2 separate regions of the Oryctolagus cuniculus genome follow, and region 2 is linked to region 1. Evidence: chromatin contacts called from public Hi-C data. All regions are on one chromosome and are shown on one strand. Each heading gives the region's core, a stretch centred on a gene start, on an enhancer-like site or on the middle of the called end of the contact. The rest is flanking DNA. Distances are from core to core; before and after follow the strand shown. Region 1 holds the start of LOC103351297. Region 2 holds the start of BMP4 (bone morphogenetic protein 4).

What was found. A called contact is a pair of places that touch in the nucleus more often than the background predicts.
Region 2: a Hi-C map of an unstated tissue shows a contact between it and region 1, with 3 times the contacts expected there. The contact joins the promoter of BMP4 here to the promoter of LOC103351297 in region 1. A contact is called at or near these places in 3 of 6 Hi-C or Micro-C datasets (embryonic fibroblasts, skin fibroblasts and an unstated tissue).

What each region holds. Positions count from the first base shown.
Region 1 is chr12:22,244,002-22,247,344 of mOryCun1.1, reverse strand. It overlaps LOC103351297, which reads right to left and starts at 1,487. Exons shown (of 11, transcript XM_070053649.1): 1 at 1,350-1,487; 2 at 208-381. The coding sequence starts at 287. It overlaps LOC103351254 (a long non-coding RNA gene), which reads left to right. Exons shown (of 3, transcript XR_007910255.2): 2 at 524-617; 3 at 1,440-1,578.
Region 2 is chr12:22,465,949-22,469,291 of mOryCun1.1, reverse strand. BMP4 (bone morphogenetic protein 4) reads right to left here and starts at 1,483. Exons shown (of 2, transcript NM_001195723.1): 1 at 1,111-1,483; 2 at 1-188. The coding sequence starts at 1,483.

The DNA.
Region 1 (3,343 bases), core at 238-2,737:
AGTTCAGGGCAGAGGGCCGGGGGCGGGAGGCCGGGGAGGGAATGCAAACATTTTCCCTTCGAAGTGCAGCCTGCTCCCAAGAGAAAAGCACCCTGCTAGTTCATCTGCCATAGTTCCTTGGACAGATACTGTGGCTGTCAGCACCCACATCAAGCCATGTGCTCTATCAGATTTTCAGCACTGTGGAAGTCTTTACAATAAAATTACCCAATGGCATCATTTATTGGGAATGACAACCCAACCGCAGCGTCTGGGCGCGACGCATCCGTCAGGCGCATGCGCAACATCAGGTGTCCGCATCAGCCGGGGACCCTGCGCGTCGGGCCGTCTCACGAGGGCACCACCACCATCTACACGAGAGAAGTAAAACGAAATCTCCTTCTGCAAGAGAGAACAATTTCCATCTTTGCTTGTCAGGTCAGAAACCTGGAGCACTGTGCCGGGTGCCCTGTGAGTGTGGCAAATACTGGCCCGGAACAACGAAGCACCATGCGTTTTTTTTTCTTCCCCATGCTCCCTTCAGGCACGCATCCCAGCTGCCCCTCGACGAGTCCAGCCCCAGAGGCTTGCTTCTCACTGCAATCTGTGCCTCTGCTCCTAAGCTGACCGCGCATCAGGTACACAGATGCAAAGGGTAAAATGATCCCTATTTGCCTATAGTTAGAGTTTTGTCTCTATAAATGAATGTTGCTAAGGGGGAAACAAATCATTTTTATGCCTAGAAAGTGGTGGTCATTATTTTAAATCTCCTTAAGGGGCTACTGTCTTTGCCTTCCTGTAAAGTAAATATATGAAGATATTATGTATCATTCAGAAACAAAGATACAAAACTACCTGCTCTGCTTCAGAAGAGACTTGTGTCAAACATGGGTTGTGCAAAACTAAAGAAACCTAAGAGTGTTTTGAGAATATTTGCCCTCTACATACTTTTCCATTAGACTTCTGCTCAATAGAAAGTATAGTGTTTATCTTATTCAGCTGTTAATTACTGACTTAGGTGCAAGTTTAGAGACCAGGCCAGGGAAATATAAATCGGTAGTTATTGAAAGGTGATCGTAATCAGCTATTGTCAACTTGAATAAATAAGAATATTTAATTGTGACAATAAATTGTCACTAAATAAATAAGAAGCAACAGGTTTCAAATACACTGGAAGCTTAGATAAAAAGAAGACATTCTTGGCAATGAAGTTCATTCGCTACTGAAACGCTACCACAGATATCCTAACTTTTTATTTCCAGGAAGCTGTTAAGCTCCAGCTACCTTGGGGTGGGGGGTGGGGTGACATGTTTCTAGGTAGCTTTTTGAAGTCCCTGCCAGCAACATGGGTCTTCGGTTAACACACACACCTGCTCGTGCGAGCCTGCCGCCACTGCAGAGTTCGCCGTCAGAAGCTAACCCTGGAGCGCGGAGCTGACGACTTGACTTCACACCCACAGACGAAATGTGCTCACTTTCCTTTGTATGACAAGCAGGCTGCATTCACCACGCTGAGATAAAAAGTGGAGGAAGGCAGGCCGCCCAGAAAACAAGTGAATAGCAGCAGCTAAGATCGCGGATCTGTGGGAGAAACAGAACCGGCAAAAGGGACTTTTGAAAATAAAAGTTATTTGTTCCTAAATGCTGCTCCTTTGCTGGGAGCTATTTCTTGAGAAAGAAGCTGCTTCCTTCCCTAACCATATAAAATGATCCCTGAAGTTATTTATAGTGTTCATGGCCCAGAGGCATCACTCGGTTCCCCCACCACAAGCCCAACCATGTGTTACTATATTAAAAAATGTGAAAAAGTAATTATGGGGTATGGAAGCCAGTGTCTGCAGACACAACCTGCCAAAGAGGAAGTGACAGGAAACGTATACTCCTCCGTGCCGCTCAGCACTGCCCAGGCTCCAGGCTCCAGGCTCTGAAGACCAATCTGTGCCAAGAAAGAGGCGAGGAGCCTGCCCTGGTGAATCAAATATCCTTGTTTCTGAATACACAATAAACCGGTTTCCATCACCAGGTCCCCTCGCTGGGTCAGACTTTCCAGTCCCGTGGAGAGACCACTCAGGGCAGCTGTCTGCTTCAGCTCCCACCCCTCTGGCCAGACTGGCACGCACAAGGTTCTGGACTTGGGCGAGGGTCTGAGACCACTAACACTGGCCCCCGAGACCCTGAGCTGCCACTGGCAGGTCCCAAATCCTGACCGGCCTTGTCCTCAATCCAGCTTCCTTGTTCCTCTTCCTTCCTTGCCCCAACCCCTTGGCCTGATCATGCAGGCTGGGGTGGCCCCTCCATTACTGACCACTGGAGCCCGCGTTCCCCGTGCCGCAGCCCCTTCAGCCTGGCCCTGGACACAACAGCTCCACCAGCGCCGGGACACGGCTGCTTTCTACCTTGGGAGACAGAAAAAGCAGTGCAAGCCTTTGGCCCCAAGAGCAGGCACCCGCCAGGGAGGAGAGCCCAGGCCAGCGTTCCCAAGAGCCCTCAGCTCAGCAGAGAAATGACATTTCCTCCTCTGGGCCTCCCTTTGCCTCTGGGCTAAGCGACAAAAGAAGTGTCCTTCTAATGTCTCGGGCAAACGGAGATAAGCTGCCACCCTCACAGGGCGGCCTGAGACATTTGGAAAATTCCTGCTCTCTCAGGAAGACTTTGGGAGCCGGTCAGCGTGATCACCTCGGAATTCACTTTGATTATCTGAACGCGTCAGCACAGGAACTTCCGAAGACGGTTAACTGGCCTTGTCCCTTACCATCCCTTGAATGTAACTAAATCAATCAAATTAGCCTATTTCCCTAGTGGGTGATATTCTATGAGCATGAAATTTTCTATTACATACACACCAGGCTTGAGTTTCTACTTTACATGCTGCAGTTTTAGAATATGAGCAAAATGTTGATTCTCAAAAGTCCCTAAAAATACTCCCCTCGGGTTTTTTTTTTTTTTTTTGGCAACTCATAGGATTTAGGCGGATATCTATTGGTGCAGCTGAGCAGACGGCTTTAAGAACTGAGAAAATACTTTTATAAGACAGATCCATGGCAACCTTCCACATACAGAGACTGGTTTACAGTTTTCTGAGATGCCCTGCTAACCTCCCGAAGATCTGTAGACTCGTTTATATTATCTTAATTTCCCAGGTTTCCCCCTCTCATCTTCGCCTCCAAAATCTGCTTCTCTACCACTGCAGTATCCACAGTGCCACCTGCTGGTAGTTGGGAGTATTTTCGCGGTTCCGATCCGTCCCTCCCTCCGGGGACTGAATTATAAGTCTACCAATGGCTGCCGAAAGGTCACAGGAACATACTCCTTAATAGCAGGAGAGTTCACGAGATGAGAAAGCTCTCAGTTCCTGGACGCTTAA
Region 2 (3,343 bases), core at 234-2,733, 220 kb before region 1:
GGGCTTCATAACCTCATAAATGTTTATCCGGTGGAAGCCCCGCTCCCAGTCGGGGCCCTGGTCCACCTGCTCCCGGAAGAGCCGGAGCTCTGCGGAGGAGATGGCCTCGTTCTCTGGGATGCTGCTGAGGTTAAAGAGGAAACGAAAAGCAGAGTTTTCGCTGGTCCCTGGGATGTTCTCCAGATGTTCTGGGCACGGTGAGAAGGAAGGGAAAATGAAAGAGCACGTGAACTTTTTTGAGAGATGGGGATGGCGGAAGTAGCTGAGCGGGGTGATGAGTGGTGAACTCTGCTTATAAGCTGGAAGACTACGGTGGGGGCAGGGGAGGGGTGTCTGCCTGTGGGTCTGAAGGAGCAGCTAGGTAGGGCACCCAGGGAACCAACAACACTTAGCTGGCGCCTGTCTAGCACCCAAGACAGAGCATCTCCCAGCCTCCCCCATGTGCCTGACAGCTTCCACGCAGCCACTCCCTTTCTCCATCACGCTCAGACTCCCATTTAAAGCCCCCTCTTGGCTTGGCCCACAGAGCCCAGGCTGGAGGAAACATGCATGCAACCACTCTCTCCCTCTTCCTCTTTCGAGTATGTTACTAAACATTTCCCCAGCGATCTTGGAAACACAGAGCATGCCTTGTTGATCATGTTACAGGGGGGAAAATAAATTCCAACACAGTAATGATGCTGGTGGATTCATAACTCAGATTTACTTTGGAAAAGAAACATCCGCTAGGAAACATTCAGATCAGATTACAAGGCCCCTATTGAATAAACCTGACCAACGCACACAGCTGTAATATTAAATTCGGTAGGTGCTTTGGAAAAAGGGGGGGCGGGGGGCAGAAACAGCTTTGATATGGCAGAAACACACCAGCGGGACTAGCAGCCTCAGTCCCCATCTCCCAACTACCCCCACCTCCACCCCCCTAACCGCCCCCCCCCCAAATAAGTTCAGAGGCAGCTCTGGAAATTCTTGGAGGTGAGCAGCCCCGTTCCCCAGCCTCTCCGATTGGGGCTTTGATGTAACCTGAACTCTTCCCCCAGGGTGCTCAGGGCCCCCGCAGCCAGGCCTGCTGGCCCTCCCCCCTCGCCCAGACGCCAGCCAGGGACTCACCTTCGTGGTGGAAGCTCCTCACGGTGTTGGCCCGGCTGGCCGGACGCTCCGGATACTCGAGACCGCCGCTGGGCATCTGCTCTTCCTCCTCCTCCTCCCCTGACTGGAGCCGGTAAAGATCCCGCATGTAATCCGGGATGACGGCGCTCTTGCTAGGCTGCGGGCGGCGGCGCAGCCCGAACATCTGCAGCAGCGTCGCCTCGAAGTCCCGCAGGAGCTCATGGCTCTGCCCTGAGCGGCGTCCTCCCGCGTGGCCCTGAATCTCGGCGACTTTTTTCTTCCCCGTCTCAGGTATCAAACTAGCATGGCTCGCGCCTCCTAACAGGACTTGGCATAATAAAACGACCATCAGCATTCGGTTACCAGGAATCATGGTGTCTCTGGGGAGGGGTGGGGGGGTGGAATAAATAAACACCAGTAAATAGAGAGAAACAGAGAGGTGTCCGCATATGCATATAGGGCTAGCAGCACAGGGTCGGGATGCCAAGCAGGTCGGAAAGACCCAAGTCTGTGCCTTCTCCCTCGCACCCCCTCCCCCCCCCAAGCAGCTGCAGCCGTGCACGGCCTGAAAGTAAAAATTGCCCTGTAATTACTTGGTCTAACTTGTTTACAGTCAAATAACCCCAAATCAGATAGCCTCCATCCTGTTAATCTTTTTTTGTCCCAACTGCCATCTGAGCCATGATCTCAGCGTGGCTTCTTCAGGAATAAACAGTTAACATGGAGGGGGGGGTGAGGAGGGGGGGGAGGGAGAACGCAAATGCCCTCGCTCTCCACGGCCGACTTTCAGCCTCTCCCCCCTCTCCCTCCACCCCCACCTTCCTCCGCCCTCCGAGCCCAACTTCCACAACCTCCAGCTGGTCGGGACCGTCAGGGAGGGAAGGCGGAGAGGCAGGGACTGGACGGAGGCGCGGGGCGGGCGGCGGGGTCCGGGGGGGCTGCCCCGGCGGCCGGTTTTGCGCCGTGGCCGACGAGGGTGAAATACTCGGCAGGAGGTGTGATCGTGTCGGCACGCTCCCTCCCGGGGAAGGGGGTGGCAGCCGGCTCCGGGGAGAACTCCGCGAGCTTTGACAAGAGGCTGGGACCGCTCCACGGGCGCTCGGAACGCTCCCCTAGGCCAGCGGGGCAGGGACGCGGAGTGGCGGGCGCGCAGGACCACCCCGGGGCAGCGGACCTGTCGTCTCTGAGCCCCCACCCCAACCCCAGCCCCGCGCGCTCCCTTGCCCTGCACCGCGCCCGATCGGAGCCGGCAGCACTTGTTAAAAAGAACCGGCTGGGTCTGCGCGCGCCGGCTGCGGGGCCGCGAGCGGAGCGTGGAGGGCAGTGAATTCCCGGGAGGGGGTAAGCAAGAGGTGTCTACTCACTGACAGAAAACAAGGCATATAATAACAGTCCATGATTCTTGGCAGCCAATCTTGAACAGACTTGCTGGAAAGGCTCAGAGAAGCTGCGGCCGCGCGTCGCTCGGGATGGCACTACGGAATGGCTCCTAAAATGAATATTTGAATATAATGAGACTCGGGCGCAGACAGGCTCTGTTTTTCTTCCAGCCCCTCGGAGTCACGTGAACGCCGAGGCCCCGCCCGCCCCGCCTCCACCCGCCGCCCCCGCTCGGTCCCCGCCCCTCCAGGCGAGGCCAACCTCCGCGCCCGCCGCCCGAGCCTCGGCGGCCGGGGAGGAGCTCCCGACGGCGGCGCTCAGCGGAAACCTCGGCCGGTGCCCCGCCGCCAGCGCGCGGAGGACCTGGCCTTTGCCTCCAGCTGCGGCGCGCCATGCCGAGGGTCTGGCCGGCCCCTCGTCCCCGGGACGCTTTAGCCACAGGTCCCGGGCACGAAAGAAAGGGTTTGCGCTTTGCGGCCCGAGCCTCGCTCCAGGGGTTGGCAGTGGAGTTTCAGCCGCCCGGAGCCTCCGCACCGAGAGGCATGGGTACCGGGAAGCGCAGCGGGACCCTCCGCGCACGCTCGCACGACCCCAAGCACGCGCGCGCGCGCCCTGCCGGTCCTCCCTGGGGTCTCGGCGAGGCCAAACATCACCCCTGGCGAGCGGCTGCGGGCGCTCCGAGCAGCAGGGCGGCCCGGCGCTGCGGCCCCTGTCACGCGTGCGCTCGGGGGCGGGGGTGCTGGCTGTGCTCGCTGTGGGAAAGTGAGAGGCAGCGGCTGCTGGAGTAATTTCTGCTCTGGCTCCATTACCGAGGACGCTCTCACCGCCCCCGTTCCCTCCCTCCCGGTCCAGC